Regions from separate parts of the Sorghum bicolor genome. Here region 1 is linked to region 2. A link is a contact called in public HiCAR-type data. All regions are on one chromosome and are shown on one strand. Each heading gives the region's core, a stretch centred on a gene start, on an enhancer-like site or on the middle of the called end of the contact. The rest is flanking DNA. Distances are from core to core; before and after follow the strand shown.

Region 1 (4,935 bases), core at 1,845-4,344, 380 kb before region 2:
ACACCACAAATTTAAACAAATAAACACTACTCCCCTCATCCCAAAATAAATCAACTTCTACTCAAACTATCTTAAGTTTGACCAAATTTATGGGAAAGAGCACGGATATTTATGACACTAAATTTAGTATATAATTAGATAGAAAATAAAATATTTTTTCATAGCGTACTTATTTATTGCTCAGATATTTTCCTCATAAAGTTGGTCACACCTAAGGTAGTTTGACTTAGGACAACTAAATTGATTCATTCTGGGAGGGAGTATATACAAAGGTAGCAGTAGCACATATCAAATGCATCTCCCAGAAGGCCAGAACGTATTAACAGTCTCCCAAATATTCTGTTAACTCAAAATTTTGTTATGGTCTATTATACCAGATTAGATGAACTCAAATGTTCACCTTCTAGATTGTGCTAATCACTGATATGATTCTCTTAGACACTGTCCCCAAGTATATTATTATATTTACACAGAGTTTGCAGAAAATGGAATGATAAAGATGATGTGCTTCTATATATTAAACAAGCATCTACAAAAGCATGTTTACACAAAATTAAAGCCAAATAATGAAAGTTCACCAAGAACCCCCAAAACCATCAAGGATAACATCATACCTAATCCTGTGTTTACCTCAAATTATTCTTTGAGAAACAAAACATAAAAAAAATATGAAAGGAGAAATACTAACACTTAGAGCCTTAAGAACATGCTCAGGAGCAATCGTTTTCTTCTCTTCTCTGCTGCACACTTCATTGGATTCAGATGAAAGGAGATTGATGAACTCTGAAAATTGGTTTTACAAGTAGTTAGATTAGAAAATGAGACCCCAAACTCTATGCTTACAAAGATTTTTTTTTTTGTTGAAAGTAAGGCTGTGCGAGAGAGATCCATACAAGTGTAAACCATTTAAACAGAACAAGCTGTGTAGTTACTTCATTAATGAGTAATGAACAAAATATTGTAGGAGTATATTGGCTCTCATGAAGACAGCATATGAAATGATATAAACTTGCAAGTTTATCTATGTTATCCTACTAAAAAAACATATTCAATCTTTTATTATCTATTATCCTTCACAAGATGACCTGCAAGCTTGAAAGCTCCCAGACAAATCAAACAGATAACCATATATGTTAATACAGTCAGCATTGTGCAGTATATTTTTAATGCTGACACTTACGTTGTCTTCTGAACTACAACCAGAAAGCTCAGTGCTCCAAAATGATATTTCAAGGACAACAATTCATGTCAGGCTGTAATTTACAAGAAGATACATGTGCAGAGCCATGTTATTCAAACAGTGATTCTTGCATAGTTGAGCATACAAGTTATACCATATGATGGATGATACTATAGTGGTGTATACTGTACAGCACCCAAATGTCTTACCTACGCAGCATTCAACAAGAAGATCCTGTGCATCTCTTGCCACTCGTACATCAGGAGGAAGCATCTCCTTAATTATCTTAAACATTGTTGCTAAAACACAAAGCAGAAAGTTCAATTAGTACAAGATTTTAAACACTCTGTAAACAAAATGACGTCAATTGATGATCTGCTCCCACCCAGGTTCAAGGAACTTTATTCAAATCACATAGCACTAATTTGGAAAAAACATCATATTAGCATAGTTGTAACTCCATATAATTGTTCATTCACATTTCATGGTATGACATTAATTAAAAGATAACCCAATACATACTATTATATAATAATAGTCATCAAACATTCTAAGTATAATCCACAATATATGAAAAAACATACCAAATTATGAAACAAAGCCCTCTTTTCCTATGTTATCACAAACAGCCATACAATTTACAGAAGAGATTTCATATACCAAGCCACAACAAGAACCAAACCATTACATGATGCAACATTTCCAACAACTGGACTGTCATAGTTCAACTCGAAACCATCAAAATCAAAACTACACTAAGTTACTAGTCCATCCAGTCCTGTTTGTAAGGCACAGGGGCTCAAATTCCATATAACAAGGAGCACCAAGAGACCGAGGAATTGTATTAAACCAGCGCCAAATGCTAAGCTCCCATGGTCCCTTACATGCCATGTCGAAGCCTTGTATTGGATCCGTCCAGAGCACTCAAGCATACCCCCAATAAATGAACTATATAGTGCCACCTCATAGTAGTTTGCATGGTGCCAGGCAAAGAATAATTAAGCTCCCATGACGCATTAATACTCTGCCTAATACTCATCAGATTCCCCATCCACCCTACATAGTGGACTTCTTCCAAAACTCTCTCACACGCCTTATAAACCAGACTGAAGCGAGTAACTCCAAGCAAGATAGCCCAACGACATCTCCATTTAACACGACAGTTTAGGCGTTACATGACTATACACACGGACTTAAAAGCACCGCCCAATCTTTTAGCAATAAGAAAACATGAATCCCACTAGAAGACAAACAACAAACCAGGGGCAACAACATCAGCTATCAACTAGCACCACTATACTCCCTTCAATTAAAAAGGTCGACTAACCCCTGACTATCAACAGGGCTACCAGATTTAGCTATCCACGATCCACGAAATTCAAGACTTCGCCACAAGCCCCAGGACAACCATCCTACATACGGATTGGCGCAGAAATTGAATAGCACTTAGGACAAACCTAAACTTCCTCACAGCATCGCTTCAAAACCCCCCAGCTTCCTAGCGTAGCATCTGACAAGATTACGCAAACCAAACCCAGCTAACGAGATTATTCAGACCAAGAAGAGCACGCGTGCACACACACACACGACACCCACCCCTAATGGCGTCAAATTTCAACACGATAAAAGGCGCCAGAATACGGCTTCTACGAGGGTAGGGTAACACGAGGCCAGGGAGCTTACATTTGGGGAGGGAGACGTCCTCCTTGGACTTGCCCACGATGTCCATCGGGTCCATCTCCAGGCGCGGCACCGAATCCGCGCGACGGAAGGCGGGCGAGGTAGCGAGTGCCCCCCGCGAGCGAATTCGGGCGAGAATTCGGCTCGGGGCAGAGTGGAATCGAGGAGCTAGGGTTAGGGCGCGCGGTGAGCCGGGGACAATACGAGGGTGGAAGAAGGTGGGGTTGAAGTCCGGAGAGGAATAGAAAGGGTAAAAAAAAACGAAGCGCGTATTTTGCAGTTACACCCCTGGGTTGTTTCAGTATTTCTGTTACAGGCTTATGATGGAAATCGAGCGTGCGTTGCGCGTAGGGATGAAAACGGTACGGATATTTTCCGACCGTATTCGAGACCGAATTTGTTTAGAGGGTTTCAGATCTGTCTGTATCCGAGTCCGAAGAGTCAACATCCGATACCGTATCCGTATCCGAATACTTAAATCATGTATTTATAATGTCGACATCCAATCATATCTTATCCGACATGATTGATATTATCCGTATTCGAATCCGAATCCGACCAAAATTATGAAAACAAATATGATATCAGTGATATCCGTCCGTATCCGATCCGTTTTCATCCCTAGTTGCGCGTCACGATCAGAAAATAGAATATTTCATTATAGTCCCTGAAGTGCGTTTTTGCTTACGAGTAGTAGTTTCTTCAAATGTGGGACCCACGCTGAGCACGGACTCGCTGTAGTGATGACTGATGATGGACTAATCAAGTTTCCACCGTATGCAGTGCTCGAACAGCTCAGGCGGTGCTCCTGTAAGCATCGCGCTCAAAAAAATTTTTGTGTGTGTTTTTGAAAATTAAGCGAGTTTTACAATGGAAGCTCAAACAAAAAAAAAGACAGGGCAGATGACCACACGCTTTTGGCCATATTTGTTTTCACTTATAACCTGATTCAGGTGTGCCGAATGCTTAGATTATTTCTAATTCTTTTGATCATTGCTCCAGAACTTTAAACTAGCAAAATCGACAATCAAGAATCAAAAAAAATCTCCGCGGTGCGATGATTATATATGAAAATGATTATAAGCGGTTCCAAACAAGACCTTTTTTCTCTTGGGTGCTATCTCCTCAACACTATCTAATCATGATTCATCTCGTGATTTACAGGTAAACTGTATAATTAGTTTTTATTTTTGTCTATATTTAATACTCCATGCATGTACCGTAAGATTCGATATGACGGGGAATCTTGAAAAGATTTTGGTTTTTTGAGTGAACTAAACAATACCTTAGTTAACAATAGAAGCTTTGCCTTCAAATATACGACAATTACATCCTTCCAAATGTTTCAAGTCGTGTAAACAGAAAAGGCTACAATTATTCTTTTATTGTTGGGCATTTTAGTTCTACAACGACTATGCCCACCGATCTTGATGGTAAGGTCTCCTAACCACATTAATGTTCCATGCTCTTATGTACTCATAGAAGTAAAAGGGCAGTGCGGACAAAGGGAGTTGTTTCTGACTCTTGATCACACATACTACAAAGTGAAATGCCTTTCTATCAGGGCCGGCTCTACAATTTTAAGGGCCCTTGGGCAAGTAAGAAGACAAAAGCTCGTTCAACTAACTTTTATATCAAAATTATTGTATATAACACGAATAATAAAAAATACTTTACAATATATGTATAATTCATAAAATATAACAATACTTTGTTCTTCTTGTGTTTCTTTTCTTTTTTAAGTACCCAACAAATGCTTCTTAGGCAACATCTAATATATTCAGATAACTACATTGAATTATAAATTTATAATGCTAGGCCCTAGCACTATACGAGCATAGCGAATACACAAAACAAACAAGAAAAAAAATTGAAAATACTAATCCATCATGGCTGTTGGTGTCTTGCTTACTGTGATGGCATATATACTATCTGATGTCCCTACCGTTATGTAGAATAGGACTAGAAGGAAGAGTAATCTACGACTTTGACTAGTTTGTCTTGGATCTTCAAATGCTTATTATGCCAAATAGAAAATTATATGTGCTAATTACCTATATTGTCTTGGGCCCCCA
Region 2 (5,225 bases), core at 1,745-4,244:
CCTTTCCACCAACAACAGGATCATACTCATGCACTGATATTGTCGTTTGTGTCCTATGATAAAATTCAAAACCAAACTCTCTTGCAGCTGTAACAAGAGCTCCTTCATCAGGAGACTCAGCTTCATAAGGCATACCAGCAGAATTTCTATCTGCCACAGGAATTGCAGTATGGCAAACAGCTAACACTCGGAAAAACATTTCTATAGCATCCCTTGAACATTCTTTGGCCCATCTTCCATTCATCAAACGACTATCAGTGAAATTAAACCCCTTGACTGATCTCTTGAATTCAGCAGTGTCCTTGTGCCCAAAACTGCCAGTAGTTTCAGCTATTTCTCCATAACATGTCACCACTTCTGTAGCCATATTTCCATAAGCAACACCAGCAATAGAACATTTCAAGAACTCCATTGAATTGCATGTTAATGTCCCTGTTTTGTCAGACAGTATAGTGTGAACTTGACCAAGTTCTTCATTCAAATTTGAAGTGCGAGCTCTTGCAGGTTTATCAGACTCTGCACAATACATATTCTGGTCTTGATTTATGAATGTGCTCTGTAACACCTTGACAATTTCTATCGATATATACAATGAAATAGGCACCAAGCACACATACAGCATCAGGCTTGTGAGAAAATGGCAGAAGGCTGCAAATGATGCATTGTTTGGATCAAAGAATATATTTGCTTGATCTGGTCTGAGGTACCATGCATAGTTTCCTGGACTTACCTCATGCTTTGTTTTCATTCCAAACACAACTGACCCGAACGTTGCAATAGCAAAGAGAATCACAAAAAGGAGATATATTATTTTATCCATCCTTCGTTCAACTGAACTCCTCTTTGACGGTGGCTCCATTGCATTTTGCATCACCTTTGTATCATGTCCCGTAAATATTACAGTGCCATATATACACATTGTATTACGAAGTTTTGAGTCCCTTAGCAGGATCTGTTCCGGAGACAGAGAATATTGTTGCCCATTGTAGTACAGAGTTCCTAAGAAAGAATACAGTTTCTCATTCGGATCCTCACATCGAATGAAAGCCTTGAAACTATGGAAAACCTGGTCATCATTCAAGCCCATAGTCACCTCTAATGCCTGTTTCCGCTTCAAGTTTGTCTCACCATCAAGATTCATTGTCTCCACATAGCATAATCCATCATCAGAGCTAGACGAAAGGAAAAGAAGATCAGCAGGGAAGAACTCATCCTTTTTAACTTTAACTATATCGCCAACTCGAAGCTTCTTCCATTCCGTCTCATGAAATGATTGGATCCCATCAAACACCTCAACCTTCCTATTGTTCACTTCTATGTCCTATGTAAAAGAAGGTCAAAAACAAATTCAGTTCAGTAAATATTAAACAAAACAGCATGTATATATGGCTGGGAAATTACTTCCACACAATATGTTTTCAGTTCAAACTTCATTAACACAGCAGATATAGCTTAAACATATATATGTTAATCAAACAAAAGTTTGTGTGGGTATCCCAGAGAAAAAAGAAACATAGTATTTGCTGAAGCCTTATCAACACAGCTTGATAGGAGATACAACTACCCTGGATATGTAGGCCTTGTTTAGTTCCGAAAACTGAAAAGTTTTCGGAACTGTAGCATTTTCGTTTGTTTGTGGTAAATATTGTCCAATCATAGACTAACTAGAGTCAAAAGATTCGTCTCGTGATTTACAGTCAAATTGTGTGATTAGTTTTTGAGTCAAATTGTGTGATTAGTTTTTGTTTTCGTCTATATTTAATGCTTCATGCATGTACCGCAAGATTCGATGTGACAGAGAATCTTGAAAACTTTTTGGATTTCGGGGTGAACTAAACAAGGCCGTAAACAACTATGTTATGGCACAAATGTTTTAAGACAGTAGGCGAGTAGGAAGCACAAGTGCACAAAACATAAAGTTATCTCGCTCCCTAGAAATTAATGCAATCCCTTCTGATCACAAACACAGGCAAAGTACGGCCGTCCACAATCCCAGGCAGGCAAACATGCCATTATGACATCCTACCTACAGCCAAATGACAGTGCGTTTGAGTGACTGAAAAGGCATTGAACTCTCTAACTACCCCCTGGGATCTGGACACTGTACATTTGAGAGTCTCGTAAAAGAAAATGAAGCAGAGATGCACTACAACTATTAAAAACTGCCTTGTAGGCGCACAGAATTGTTAGTATTGACTATCGAGGTGACGCGCCACATTTCAGATCAAAACCACCCATTATCCCCGAGCATTAAGCAACAAATCCAATGAACAACATTTGCCTACCCCAATGCCGTCAGGCCAACCAACCCAACCAACTCGGCGGGAGAGAGACATCAGCATCCACCAGTCCCAATGCCTTTGCTGAACCCGTGGAGGTACAGCAGAGCAGAGCAGAGCAGTGCGCGCTCACCTGCTGCTTCCGGCGCCAGTCCTCGACGGCCTCCTTGGCCATGGCGGCGCTGACGACGACGACGAGCGGGAGCAGGACGGAGACGGCGCGGTAGGGCGCGAGCGGGCTGAAGGAGACGCAGGCGACGACGAGGAAGAAGCAGTTGGCGGCGCGGCGGAACTGCTCGAAGAGCGACTTGGGCACGAAGCTCGCGGGCGTGTACTTGGTCGTCGAGATCGCGTTCCCCGGGTACGCCGGCTGCTGCGCGCCGCCATCGGTGCCCGGGAGCGAGGAAGCGGGCGCGTTGCAGCGGACCGCGCGGGAGAACCCCGGTGTGGCAGGGGCCGGGAAGGGAGCGGAGGCGGAGGTCGAGGCGGTGGGAGTAGTGGCGGCCGCAGCGGCGCCGGCGGAGGCGGAGGCGAGCTCGACGAGGGGGCGCTCGTCTGTGTCCATGGGCATGGTGGTGGGTGAGGCGAGGCGGGGGAGGATCTGGGTTTGGAGGGACGGTTGGGGCGTGGGCGTCGTGGGGTGCGTGACAACTGACGAGCGCGGCGTGTGGTGTTGTGATGTGTGCACAGGACGGGCGCGCCGTGCGCGTGGGCGGAGGGAGTGGGAGTGGTGCTTTGGAGTTTGGACACGGCCTGGAGAACGGACGGAAGGAGGTAGACGCGGCCGGCAGGTGGGGCCGTGTGCCTGTGCGGAACTGGGGATATAGAGTGTGCGGTGGGGTCAGGGGTGTGGTCCCAGCCACGTGGCGACGCGCTTGTGCTTTTTCCTCCGGCGGTTTGCTTTGCTCTTTCGCTTCCTCGAAAAGGGGAGACCATGTGGGGCCTTGTTGATGGGCGCCGGCCTTTCAATTTCTGATGATGAGGATGTCACGACGACACCGGGAACCGGCTTTTGAATCTAGAATAACTCCCCACACACTCAAGGCACCATCAGCTTTAAGGTCCGGTTTAGTTGGTAAAAAAATTTGAGTTTGGTTCTTATATTACTTTTGTTTATATTTAATAATTATTATTTTATTATGGACTAATTAGGCTCAAAACATTCGTCTAATAAATTATAAGTAAATTTTGTGTAATTAGTTATTTTTTTATCTAGATTTAATACTCTATACATGCGTCCAAAGATTTAATGTGATGAGAAATCATAAAAAATTTTGAAAACTAAATAAGGCCTTGTTTAGTTTTAAAAAATTTGTAAAATTTTTTAGATTTCGCGTCACATCGAATCTTGCGGCACATGCATGGAGTAGACCTTTGTTTAGTTTCCAAAATATTTTACAAAATTTTTGAGATGTTCCTCGTCACATCGAATCTCGCGGCACATGCATGGGGCATTAAATATAGATAAAAACAAAAACTAATTACGCAGTTTACCTGTAATTTGCGACACGAATCTTTTGAGCCTAGTTAGTTCATGATTGGATAATATTTTTCAAATACAAACGAAAGTGCTACAGTAAGCATTTTACAAAAATTTTGGAACTAAACAAGGCCTAAATTACACAGTTTACCTTTAATTTGCAAGATGAATCTTTAGAACCTAGTTAGTCTATAATTAGACAATATTTGTTAAATACAACGAAAGATCACGCATGGGTAAATCTTTAACACGTCTAGATCGTGAGAGGGCAGCTCGAGAATTTGTGATCTGATAGTGTTAGGCCATGTTTGGTTCCCTCTTATAATTTTTTCTATCATATCGAATACTTGAATATATGTATGAAGTATTAAATATAGAGACTATTTACAAAGTTAAAAACACAGCTACAGAATAATTTGCGAAATAATTTTTAAGCCTAATTAGTCCATGATTGGACACTAATTGTTATAGTTATAAATGTGCTACAATACTTATTAAACTTTAGTCCCTCCAAACAAACACCTCTTTTCTCTTCTAAACCATCCGGTGGCTTCCAGATGAGAAGCAGGGTCCACGTCGCCCAAAATTCTACTGGCCGTTGGATCTTCGATCGTGTGGCTCAAATCGTTTGGAGCGGCTTCTCGCGCTTCTTCTCAGCTTCTCCCACTTTCCCCTGCTTCCCTCGCTTCTTTTTCGAATCTAGAGAAGCAAATATATATCACAACTTCTGCTTCTCTATCTAGCTTCTCACCTCCTCCTCTCTCCTCCTCGTTCTCTCTCTCTCCTTCTCGACTCTTCCCGTGCTCCCTCCTACGCCTGACGAGGCGATGACTCAGCCTGTCGCTCCTCCCACAGCACGCCGCCGCCGCCGCCCCCGCCTGTGCCTCCCCTTCCTCTCCCTCTCTCGCTCTCTTCCGGCGTGGCGACATATTGGCCAGCCTCCTCCCTCTCCCTCCTTTCCCGCGGCGATGGTGGCTAGGGCAGGCGCCTTGCGCGGCGGCGTGGCGCCCAGGCGAGGCCGCCCCTAGCGCGGCGGCCCTCGGCGTGGTGCTGCGGCAACATGGCGTCCAGGCGAGGCTACCCCCAAGCGCAGCCACAACCCGGTGCGACGGCCACAGCCACGGGCAAGCCCCCACGACAGACGTTGCACGGCTATTAGCGGCTGTTCCGACGACTCCGCAGCCGGATCCGGTGCCTCCATGACCAGATCTAGTGCCTCCATAGCCAGCTCCTTCCATCCTGGTAAGCCTTTCTCCTTTCTTCTTGTTTGTCTGCTGAGCCGGGACAAAATCAGCCCACAGCGTGATGGAGACCTGCTCTACCTGCTTCCTCATCGACAACTAAAAATAGTTGTTTATCATCTAATGTTTTTCAGTCTCATAGTCAAATTTGACTACATCTGTGTTTGTTGTAGGTACTCTGATTACGCCTTCTTTCAGGATGCTACAAGTGCCAATTGTTTGGTC

The links. HiCAR-type assays count read pairs that join an accessible place to other places.
Region 1: a HiCAR-type map of leaf shows a contact between it and region 2, with 3 times the contacts expected there. The contact joins the promoter of LOC8070009 here to the promoter of LOC8073506 in region 2. A contact is called at or near these places in 1 of 4 Hi-C or Micro-C datasets (leaf mesophyll) and 1 of 1 datasets of contacts at active chromatin or transcription factors (leaf).

The regions. Positions count from the first base shown.
Region 1 is chr7:50,843,929-50,848,863 of Sorghum_bicolor_NCBIv3, reverse strand. LOC8070009 (protein Dr1 homolog) reads right to left here and starts at 3,094. Exons shown (of 5, transcript XM_002444227.2): 1 at 2,864-3,094; 2 at 1,390-1,479; 3 at 689-783. The coding sequence starts at 2,918.
Region 2 is chr7:50,460,199-50,465,423 of Sorghum_bicolor_NCBIv3, reverse strand. LOC8073506 (probable phospholipid-transporting ATPase 8) reads right to left here and starts at 2,994. Exons shown (of 11, transcript XM_002444222.2): 1 at 2,413-2,994; 2 at 1-1,321. The coding sequence starts at 2,850. LOC110437076 reads left to right here and starts at 4,503. Exons shown (of 10, transcript XR_002455158.1): 1 at 4,503-5,001; 2 at 5,174-5,225.